3 separate regions of the Hordeum vulgare genome follow, and regions 1 and 3 are each linked to region 2. Evidence: chromatin contacts called from public Hi-C data. All regions are on one chromosome and are shown on one strand. Each heading gives the region's core, a stretch centred on a gene start, on an enhancer-like site or on the middle of the called end of the contact. The rest is flanking DNA. Distances are from core to core; before and after follow the strand shown.

What was found. Hi-C and Micro-C count contacts between places; a contact is called where the count stands out from the background.
Region 1: a Hi-C map of seedling shows a contact between it and region 2, with 4 times the contacts expected there. The contact joins the promoter of LOC123443415 here to the promoter of LOC123443412 in region 2. A contact is called at or near these places in 2 of 6 Hi-C or Micro-C datasets (leaf and seedling).
Region 3: a contact with region 2 is called in a Hi-C map of seedling, with 2.4 times the contacts expected there. The contact joins the promoter of LOC123443414 here to the promoter of LOC123443412 in region 2. A contact is called at or near these places in 2 of 6 Hi-C or Micro-C datasets (leaf and seedling).

The regions. Positions count from the first base shown.
Region 1 is chr3H:177,547,160-177,550,626 of MorexV3_pseudomolecules_assembly, forward strand. LOC123443415 (probable serine/threonine-protein kinase PBL7) reads left to right here and starts at 1,455. Exons shown (of 5, transcript XM_045119768.1): 1 at 1,455-1,893; 2 at 2,297-2,490; 3 at 2,643-2,832. The coding sequence starts at 1,785.
Region 2 is chr3H:176,623,661-176,627,288 of MorexV3_pseudomolecules_assembly, forward strand. It overlaps LOC123443412 (zinc finger CCCH domain-containing protein 5-like), which reads right to left and starts at 1,317. Exons shown (of 7, transcript XM_045119764.1): 1 at 951-1,317; 2 at 601-761; 3 at 1-34. The coding sequence starts at 1,038.
Region 3 is chr3H:177,292,576-177,296,238 of MorexV3_pseudomolecules_assembly, forward strand. It overlaps LOC123443414 (zinc finger CCCH domain-containing protein 6-like), which reads right to left and starts at 2,080. Exons shown (of 9, transcript XM_045119767.1): 1 at 1,800-2,080; 2 at 1,488-1,657; 3 at 303-371; 4 at 1-32. The coding sequence starts at 1,887.

The DNA of each region.
Region 1 (3,467 bases), core at 205-2,704, 920 kb after region 2:
TCTTGGAAAACCCTATAGGCCCATGTGGCATGTTCATGAATGACAAGAAGCTGAGATTTTTGCGTTAGTGAAAAATGAAGTCAAATGGTTGTGAATGTTGTCATTCATCTCCCCATTGATGGCATGAATATTTTGGTTTCAGTTTCATTTCTCCATTAGCACAATAGATTCTTCATTCCGTGCGTGCTAGCATATTTCTGTCATGCAAGAATGAAACGATTGGCCTACTAATGAAAGATAAACTAATCACTTAATAGGATTTTTAGTGCATCTGTTTCTTCTCTCCTTAATGAGAATTAGTGCCTTCATTTTCAGTTTCATCTCGGCATGCCTATAAGAGGTTGCTCCTCTTCCCAATGAGACGTACAACACATCGCCTCGTTCCAGAACATTGTGTCGCTTCTCTTTTTTCCCATCTCGCTTCTCAGCGTGCACCGGGGAGTGAGACAAAGGCCTCTGAAACTTCCGCTCTTGTGATCCGGTACAGGACAGGTGTGATCAGGTTTTTGGGGAGCGCTTCAGCGGGACTGCTGGATACTTGTTCATCGTGACTGGGGTCGACGACGAGTTCCCTAACAACGACTTCCTCCCCGATGTCAACATCCTCTTAGACGACATGACGAATGGCGCATCTGCTTCCACTTTCGTTGTTCCGTATGCCACTCTATCATTTCTGTTAGGGTTACTGTTTGAGTACTAATAGTAGTAATCGATATAAATATGACGTCTTTTTCTTATGATTTCGACTCCATGACTAGTTTCAACAATTTATTGTTCGTTTGAATTATTTTCACTATTATGTTTTTCCTATTGATTTCTTGGACTAAATTCAACCAGAAAATGCCTAATTTTCAACCGATATTAAGTACTTCCCCGTCGCGCTTTAGAAGGCATAGTTAAATTTACATGTATTTTTACAATAGATAAGGTTTAGGACGTATTGCATTTACTCCTAGGAGCTAATTAGTACTTCGTTGTATTATTTTTATATGCATGTGTAGTGTGAATGCTATTTTTTAACCCATGTCACAGCCAATCAATAATCACCTCGGTTTTAGAAAATTTCCAAACACACTTTCTAAACCGTGACAGAGTTGGTAATAATGACGGTCAAGCATGTGAATCTCCACAGCTGATAAGTCCTGGTGTGTAAAAAAAGTAAGAACTCCAAGACCAGCTCACGTGCACGATCAACATTACATGCTCGCATATTAGTATCATTCAACATTAGTATAACAGGAAAATAACACATGTTTTGAATCTTTTTGACGAGAAGAGCAAGTTGGGCATTGGGGCGAGCAGATTCATGCACTGGGACATCTTTGACACATAGTGGTGGGGCAGAAGAGAAATAGACAGTCCCCGTAGGGGCACGAATGCAACTTGCGTCCAAATCAAATCCTTTGACTGATGACTAATTAACCAGGGAATTAGCTGCTTCCCGGGCCCGGCATCCCCATCGCACAGCGTCACTCACTCACTGCTCCGTTTTTGCGCCTTCAATTTTATACTTATTCGTTTCGTTTGTGGGAGGAGACTTTTGCCCCCTTCATCCGTTTATCCATTCTCTCGCTTTCTTCCTTTTTTTTTCCTCCTTTGTCCGACCTTAAACAATTGATCAGTCCCCTCCGAGAAAGAAACAATTGACTAATTTTCCTGGCTGCCGAGGAATCCTTGCTATCCCGGTGACCTAAAGTCTCCTCCGCGGTGGCTAGGGGTTGGGGATTTCTCGGATTTTCTTGATTCCAGCCCTCTTGTTGGGGCTGTCGAGGCCGGATTATGAGATGGGCTTCTTGTCGTGCCTGTTCCGGTGCCCTGAGGAGGAGGAGGTGGTGGTGAAGGAGCACGACGACAACGAGGACTCCAGCGGAATCGACCATGGAGTCGCCTCAGGTGATGATGCGTCCTGCCCTATTAATCCCCTCTGTTCTTTACCTACCATAATCAGGCGAGAAATGTTTTTGTGTTGGTTCATCAGTATCTTCATCTCGCGGAAAGAAGTAATAATCGAGTCTCTTCAGCTCCTGATCCCAATAAATTCTCTGTTGGGGATGGTTCCGAGCTGGAGGGTAATTTTTTTTTAATGATGTGTTATAGTCTTATGGTCAACCATCAGAAATTTCCAGTGGCGAGTCCACCTTTACTTTCTTGTGGTATTGCAATTCTTCTAGCAGTTACAAGTTTTGTTTGTGAGTAGCTGCAGAGCTTTATCAAGGAAACAGAAAATGAAACACGATTAGTAAAGTGGAAGCCAAAATTATGAACACTAGTAGATCATTAACAGTTGATTTTTCAGAGTCATCAGAAAGTGTCCCACTGAGGGCTGAATCCACGCATATTGAAGGAATCCAGAGAAATGGCACAAATAATGAAGCAACGATCTTCACTCTGCGTGAGCTTGTTGATGCTACCAAAAACTTCAGCCAGGATTCTCAGTTGGGTCGAGGAGGATTTGGTTGTGTGTATAAAGCATATTTGAATGATGGTCAGGTTTGTATTTGCTAATTATAAACTATACTTCTCACCTACGGTAATATAATTCTCATTGAATATCACTTATGGGAGATGTGGAAACTATAATAATCTTGCCCATATTTTCCGTATTGTATGATAATATTGTTTCAGCATTTGCTGCATGGCAGGTTGTTGCAGTCAAACAACTTGATCTAAATGGGCTTCAGGGGAACCGAGAATTCCTTGTGGAGGTTCTCATGCTCAACCTCTTGCATCACCCTAACCTTGTCAATTTGATAGGCTACTGTGTTGACGGTGATCAACGCTTACTCGTTTATGAATATATGCCATTGGGATCACTAGAAGACCATCTGCACGGTTAGTTTATGTTGGAAAATGGGTGAACTTATACTAGTATCAGGATACAATCATCAGAATTCAGAAATCATTTGTTAATTTATAGTAATGAGAGCATATATGTAGATTGTAGGATCTTTATTTTTCAATATCAGCACATTATAGTTCGTAATACTTAGCATATCTGGGTACTTGGACATGGTGAAAAGTTGTTCTAACTTGTGAGAAATGCTACAAGTTTAACTATCAGTTCTTGTCGGTTGATTTAATGAAGTATTTCTTTCTTATGTTCTTTGTTCATGGGGATATTTTTGGCATCATCTTCTTTGTTCAGTAGGTCCTAGTTAAATGTGATCTAGGTTATTCCTGATTCCATTGCTTGCTATATTTGATCAAAAGCTTAAGCTAGAATGGGATGCTCTGATGACCTATCAAATAATGAACCTAGCTATCTAATAATCCAGTGATGGGATTATCCTAAACAGAATCCATCGAGGGGATAATGTTAATGATGGATTAGTTACCCTTGAGAAATTACTCAGATTTTAATCATAATCAATTTCTTGAGTAAATATTTATTATTAAACAGTGGTTCTTTTATCTAACGTTGTGTTCCTTTCTAGTACTCCCTCCGATCCAAAATAAGTGTCAGGGAG
Region 2 (3,628 bases), core at 67-2,566:
CCACTGTGCGTGTGGTCCTTATGCCTCCATCAAACTAAAAAACAGAGCACAAAACATGTTTAGACCTTCAATTCAATCTCCTTGACCCAATGTAGCGTCAGGAATTCATAGCTACTATACTCTGCGTAAAGTTCTCACTTGTACAACAACTCACTAGAAACATGTGAACACGTCTATCTACTTGAGCTGTCAGGTAAAAAAAATCCTAATAGAAATATGACCATATGACTGATCAGGCCTACAACATAAGCAAGTGGCAGCGTAAGCAGAAAGTGGAGCTTTGAATTATAAAACATCGACAAAGACAACAAGCCTTATTATAGAATGAGTCAATCACATAATCAACGACAGCAACCGACGACTGCACAATCAAGTTTCACTTCCATGACAGGCTCCTAAGCCATAACTAGAATCAATTCAATTCAATCACAGCTAGAGGCTTGAGCTGGAAGCTCCCATCCGCACCAACCAGCTGTAATTGAACCTGTCGGTCATTATCAGGGACTGGCAAGTCGTAAGTAGCAAGTCCCAACTAGACTGAAGTGAAGCAGAGCATGATGGGGGGAATAAAATTGGGAGAAGGGAAGCGGTCCGGCTCACCGCGGCGGCGCGATCACGAGGGTGGTTGTAGCGGCAGGTCTCCCCGTAGCCGCAGGCCCCCGTGCGGAGGTAGTAGACGCAGTTGGCCTCGCCCGGGCGCTCCGGCAGCCCCTCCCCGGCGGCCTCCTCTCCGCCGGCCAGCCCCAGCCTCCACATGGACTCTGCGAGAACACAAAAGGCCGCGGCACGCAGCGACATTCGCACGCATCAAGCAGCATCGAAGATCCAAAACCCTAGCAAGCAAACGACACACAAACCCCCTCCTTTTTTCCCAAAACGCACGCGCAGAAACAGCCGGCCCAAAATTGCGCGCGCGGAGCGCAACATCGGGGTCGGAATTGAGCGCGTACCTTCCAGGCCGGTGGCAGCGTCGGCGCGGCCGCCCTCGGCGCCGCCCCCGCCGCCGTCCTTGGGGGACGCGGCGTACGACTCCATCATCGAGCAGCTCCCCGAATGCTCCTCCCGCCGCGGCGATCGGGCGGGGATCGGGCCGGACCGTGCTCGCCCGGCAGCCGCGCGAGCAAGGGGATGTTGGAGCCGGGGCGAAAGCGGAGCAAAATCTCCCTCGCTCTTGGGCGTTGCTTCCTCCGGACTCCTCTTCTCCCTCCCTTGCAGTCGCAGCCCCGGCTCGTCCCGTACTACGCTCGCGTCGTGTGGCCTTTTCTGCGTGAGTGGGACTCACTCCCCCTCTCTCTCTCGCTCTCTCGCTTGAGGGGGGTGTCGTGGCTCAGACAGCGCGTGGTGACGTCGCGTAGGCGCCAAGAAGCACCCCCGCGGCGGGGGTGGCTGGTGAGACGGGGGGAAGGCGGGGGCGGAAACGCAAAAGGTAAAAGTGGTGGGGGGGAGTGGGCAGCAAGCCGCGGGCCGCATTGAATGCGCGGTCGTCCTGACGGTCGGTCACTCCTCCCTGCCCGCTGCTGCTGCCTGCTGCTGCCACGGCCCTGGCTGGCCCGGGGTGGACGGACCCCACCGCGGCGGCACCGTCATGTGCCCACGCGCTCCCGACTCCACTCCCAGCTTAGGATGCTCGGTCGACATCTTTTTTATTTCTTTGTTTGTTTTTTCGGCTAGGACCAACAACGTGTGCAACAATCTTTGTCCACCGTTTATTCGGTGCATCGATAGTCTGGTGACCTGGTAGGTGGCGGTCCGCCGGATGCACTCCCCTTCCATCTTAAAAACGTTTATCTTTCCTGCATGTTTTTTATACTTTCAAAACAGTTTTTTTTTTGCGGGGTCAAAACAGTTGATATGATCTCTCTTTCCTATGCGTTGGGTCTTCTTTTCTCTTTCCATCCAACATTTAAACTATAGTCACTTTGCATTGTAAAACTTACTTGATGGGTTGGGCGCGCTTTGCTTGATTCTTTTCATACATTTTTGACTCATTGTTAAAAATATAAGGTGTGTTACTTTTTTAGAAGTTAAACCCCTTTAAGTTTAACCAAATTTATAGATGAATATATCAAACCGGTATCATTAGATTCATCATGAAATGAATGTTTTATATGTTTTATACTCCCTCTATAAACTAATATAAGAGTGTTTGGATAATTAAAATAGTGATCTAAATGTTCTTATATTAATTCATGGAGGGAGTGTTTTATTTATTTAGTATTGTGCATGTCATGTTTTTTGCTTTGAATTTAGGCGAAGTTAAAGAAATTTGACTTTTGAAAACCTAATGCCCATTATATTTTGGAATTGAGTGATTATTTGGTTTGGACTTTGGACACATGATGGAGTGTGTTTATTTTTATTTATATAACACGGTATCTTGGTGGGCCTTTCGTGGTGTGATTATGTGTTCTTTGGTAACCAATCCATACTATCCGAGAAAATTTTCCGTGTCGGTGTCCATATGTGCTATATTGATGCTACATTATCACATATTGACATTTTTTCCTAGCTGGTGAGAGAGTTCGCGGGATTGATTGTTTTTATAGGCTAGTTGTTGCCAATTGATTTGAACAATAATTGACCTGCTCAAAAGCATGAACCAAATTCAAAATTGAATACCTTAATCGAATAGAGAGCTCAAAAACTAGACAGTGTAGTGAACTAAAAGAGTTGAATGAGAGTGCTTCTTGAGAAAAAAAGGGTATTATTGACTCGGTCAAATAGATTCCAACTGACCTCAATTGACCATGAGGCCTTAAAATTTAGGAAGCATAACGTATCAATAGATTTCGATTCTCTCTCTCTCTCTCTCTCTCTCTCTCCTCCTCCACTGGATCGTCTAACTAGAGAAGCGGGAGAGGGACTCGGATCAACCACATCCTTTGCCAATCCACCCTTAGTTGCGCCTTATATGGCTAGAACTAGGGGCCATCGTCGGATTGGAGGTTCCGGTCATTGCTTGCGGCCATCCTTGGTTTCTCTGTCAATGTCTTCCTCGATCACAACCATGCCTGGATATGCTTCAGTCTTCCTGGTATAAATAACCTCCCTTTCTTTCATCCCCAATCCTAAGAATTTTATCCCCTTTTGAGGCATGGCATCACGGTGATGCAATATCGTCGGTGAAGGCTACATTGTGGATCTTGTTGGTTGGCCTCCCTTTTCTTTGCTCTCTTTCTCCTATGAGTATATCCTCGATTTGGTCACCCGACTTGAAAAAGACCACTTAATTTGGAGTCCTTGTGCTTCACTCTTGCTTTCCTAAAGGCTTATGCGGACTCCTCTACATCCGTTGCATACTCTCTACTTCATTTGGTTTGGCATCTGATCTCTTTGCTTGAGTTGGGGATAATTTCTTGCTACTTCATTTTCTCCGGCTTGAGTTTCGAGAATTTGTGTGTTGAGGGAGTTTCCCTCTCAACCTCCTTTATTGGAGGTCCACGTTGTGGTCATTGGGTGTTGCTCCTTTACATGCAGGTTCCTGGTATTGGGTCGTCTTCCACGGGAAGGCCCCCGCTGTTCAAGGGGCTTTCTCTCCGATGCATGCAAATCTACAATATCCTTGGTGTCAGCGAGTTCTCGATCATCTGTTCCCAAAGGCTGCTAAAAAAGATGGTGATACTTCCTT
Region 3 (3,663 bases), core at 830-3,329, 670 kb after region 2:
CCAAATTTGCAAGTCCCAGTCTTCATGTAATACTGTAAAAAATACAAAAGAGTAAGTCCAAACAGTTAACAAGTCATCTGACAGAACATAAAATGGGCAGGATGCTGAATACCCTGCCAGACATTACTAAAATTTTAGTTGTTGGCTCTGTATGCCAGTCAAGGAACAGCAAGTAAGTGGCCAACTGGATGCATGCAGATGGTGTGCAGGAGTTGGTGCATGCATGCTCAAGAGTGTGACTGATGCTCCTTTTTTGTAAGGTAGTAATTAAATTTGAGCCTGAAACTGTTAGATTTATGTACCTCACATACTGGTTGACCCAACCGCTCCGGGTAGTCCAATGCTACTGCATTCTTTGCGCCTCCACCAAACTACAATTTTGAAAAAATGGAAAACAGTGATTACTCCATTTGTCATATATTGCAAAACTGTAAATATGATTCCTAGAATTCAACTGGAAGAGATAAACTCCTGTTTATGTTCTAGGTTAAACTAAGATTACTGCCTAAATAGTATAGTAGAAACAAAATCAATATCCTAGGCCCATAGCAGAAAAGAGATATCCTTAACGGAAACATGGAAAGTATTGAAGCCATGATAAATCATTTATGAAAACCATTCCATGATGGAAGCAGCTTTACTAATGTCAAATTACCAACTTTAACTGCTAATGGTAAGCAGTACGCGAAGTATCTTTGGCAAATTAAGCAAGTCAAATAGCATTTAATCCACCAAAACAAGGGTCAAATGGAAGGTACTACCAACTGTGAGATGGATTTATATATACAGATACAGCAAAAAGCATATGAACCATCTAGAACAAAACTGTTGAGGACAGCTCTGAACCTCTGTGATTGATGTTTATACATGTATTTCGTTTTTCCATGCATTTGACATAGAAATCTAAGCACACGCGACTGCCAAGAGGGGGGTGGGGGGTATAGCCTTTTATGTTATCATGGTCAACATGGCATTGGCATGATATAAGATGGATTAAATGGAGAATGGGGAAGTGGGAGAAATGTATGTAGTGACACCTAGTAAGCTTAGTAGCCCATAAAAGCCAAACTAGTAAGTATAAAGCTGCTAATGCAGTGAAACGATTGGCATAGCGGGAGTGGAGAAGAGAAACACTCTGCAGAGCATCCATGACTTTGTGCTTCCAAAAGGATATCCAGTAGGCGGTCTAGGTTCAGGTACCCCCACCATGAAGACTATCATGCTGCCGCCTCGTCAGTGCTAGGAAGACACCACCGAGAGTTGCACGAGCGGCAGATGCAATTCAGCTAGAGATGAGCTACATTACCCGAATCACTGGAAATTTTGTGTGATCTGATTTGCTTGCAGTGTCGCTACATCGATCACATGGCAAATACTTATACGTAACGTAAAGCTGCCTCCAACGCAAACGCGCGCATACACATGGGCTCACCCAATCGCGCGGAGCGAGATCAGGATAGCGCGCAAAAGGGAAGCGGCTTTGTCACCTCAGTGCCGCCGCGATCGCGGGGATGGTTGTAGCGGCAGCGGTCCCCGAAGCCGCAGGCGCCCGTGCGGAGGTAGTAGATGCAGTCCGCCTGGTCTGGCCGCTCCGGCAGGCGCGCCCCGTCCCCCTCCCCGCCGCCGTCGCCGGCCAGCCCCATCCTCCACATCGACCCTGCAAGCCACGCATTCGTCCAGTTACGCCAATCCACGTAGATCCGCCCGCCGTACGGACGCGGAGATCCGAGCAAAATAATTACACACACACACACACAGAGAGAGAGAGAGAGAAGAGGAAGAAGAAAAAGGCGTGCTACCTTCGAGGCCGGTGTCGGGGTCCGCGCCACGGCCGGCCTCCCCTTCTCCTCCTCCTCCTCCGGCTGCAGCTGCGGGGTGAGGCTCCATGGGTGTCGGGACCAGGAGGCGCGCGGCAATCGGGTAGGGAATCGGGCAGGAGCGATCGGAGTGGGAGTAGGAGGAGGGCGAGGAGATCGGGCGGGTTTTGTTTCTTCTCTCTCTCTCTCTCTCTCTCTCTCTCTCTCTGGTTTCCTTTCCACCACTATGGTGTGGCTACTGCTCTCTCTCTCTCTCTCTCTGTCCTTTTTCTTCTTCTTTTTCGCTGGTTTTCCCACCACTGTCGCGTGCACCTGTCCGGTTTTTACACAGAGGCACGGGGGGCGGGGTAGGTTGGTGTTTGTTTCTCTCGCGATTTTTAAAAACAATATTCACTATAAGTATATATATTGGCTTCTTGACTGGGACCACGCGTGGTCGATCTAGGGGGAGGATTGATGGAGATTTCTCCGTTTGCATAAATGAAGGGCGGTAACGGTTGGAGTTAAGCTCGCTATTATGGCACTCGCCCGAGTTATGTTGAGCCATGCTCCTGGTTTTATTGTCACTGGCGGTGTGTATTTCGTACACTACTCTCGTGCCTGCATTATTCTCGTGTCCTAGTACATGCCTTGTTTGGTTGTAATTTCCTCAGTCTTTTTTCATGTCACATTTGCTATTTTGGAAAGCAAAAAAGATTTACCATGACATACTTTAAGAAAAACTACGGTATCTCCATCTAAACGCCGTTAAACGTGTGAACCGCATCGTCTACACACTTTATACCCTCCAACACTGCCAATCACACGCCCATGACATTACTAGCAAAAACCCTAGTGATAGCGTGGGTAAAAGACATACCGGTAGCACGGGGTCCCGCGCTACTGCTAGCTCGTTACATCTAATTTTTAGCAGTAACGCGGGTCAACCTAACCCACGCTACTGGTATTTGTAAATAGTAATAGCGTGATTTATGGAACCGTGGTACTACTAATAGTTGCAACGCGTCTATTTAAAGAGCGCTATTGATAAGAGCTCGCTCCTGCTAAAACATTACCCGTGTTATTGTTATTAGTTTTTGAATTATTATTTTTCTACTTCCCATTTTCTTTGTTGAACAGGTTTTATACAATAGTCTTATAAAATCTAATCATACATATACAGATCTAATCATATCATACACATACAAATAGTCTCATAAAATCAATGCCGTCATCATAATTATCATCCAACACAAATGATGTCTCCCGCCATCATCTCAAAATTGCGATACAAGTTATGGCATGTCTCGAATACTTGCAACTACATCGTCATCTATCTAAACAATGATGTAAAAGAGAAGAGCTATCACTATGAGTGAAAGCGGAACTATGGAGTACATGAGGCAGCGATTCTCATTCCTCTCTCGTGCTAGCTTCCACCTCAAGTAACTAGCTTCTGCTTCTTGTCTGCTATTAAACCCTTTATGGCTGGCACCTGAGAACCCATCCACTTGAGCCTAACACTCGGGCCACTCGTCGTACACTCCCGGAACCTTCCTTATGTACACGACATAGCACTTCTTCGCCATCAAGGATCTATGTACTTGTTAGAGATGCATCTACATCAAGGGAATCGACAAAATATGCAACATAATATAACTGAGCAACACAAAAAAGAAAGGGTGTTAGCAAATAGATGCAACATATAGTAAACATAATCAATCAACGCAGGTTCATTGTACCCAAACTAATTAACTAGCCGTACGCAGGTCATCATGTACCCAGACTAACAAACTATATAGCGTTACGCAAGTTTGGCAGGGGACCGTAGACATCACAAAGTTTCATCGCTATATAAAGTACGAGT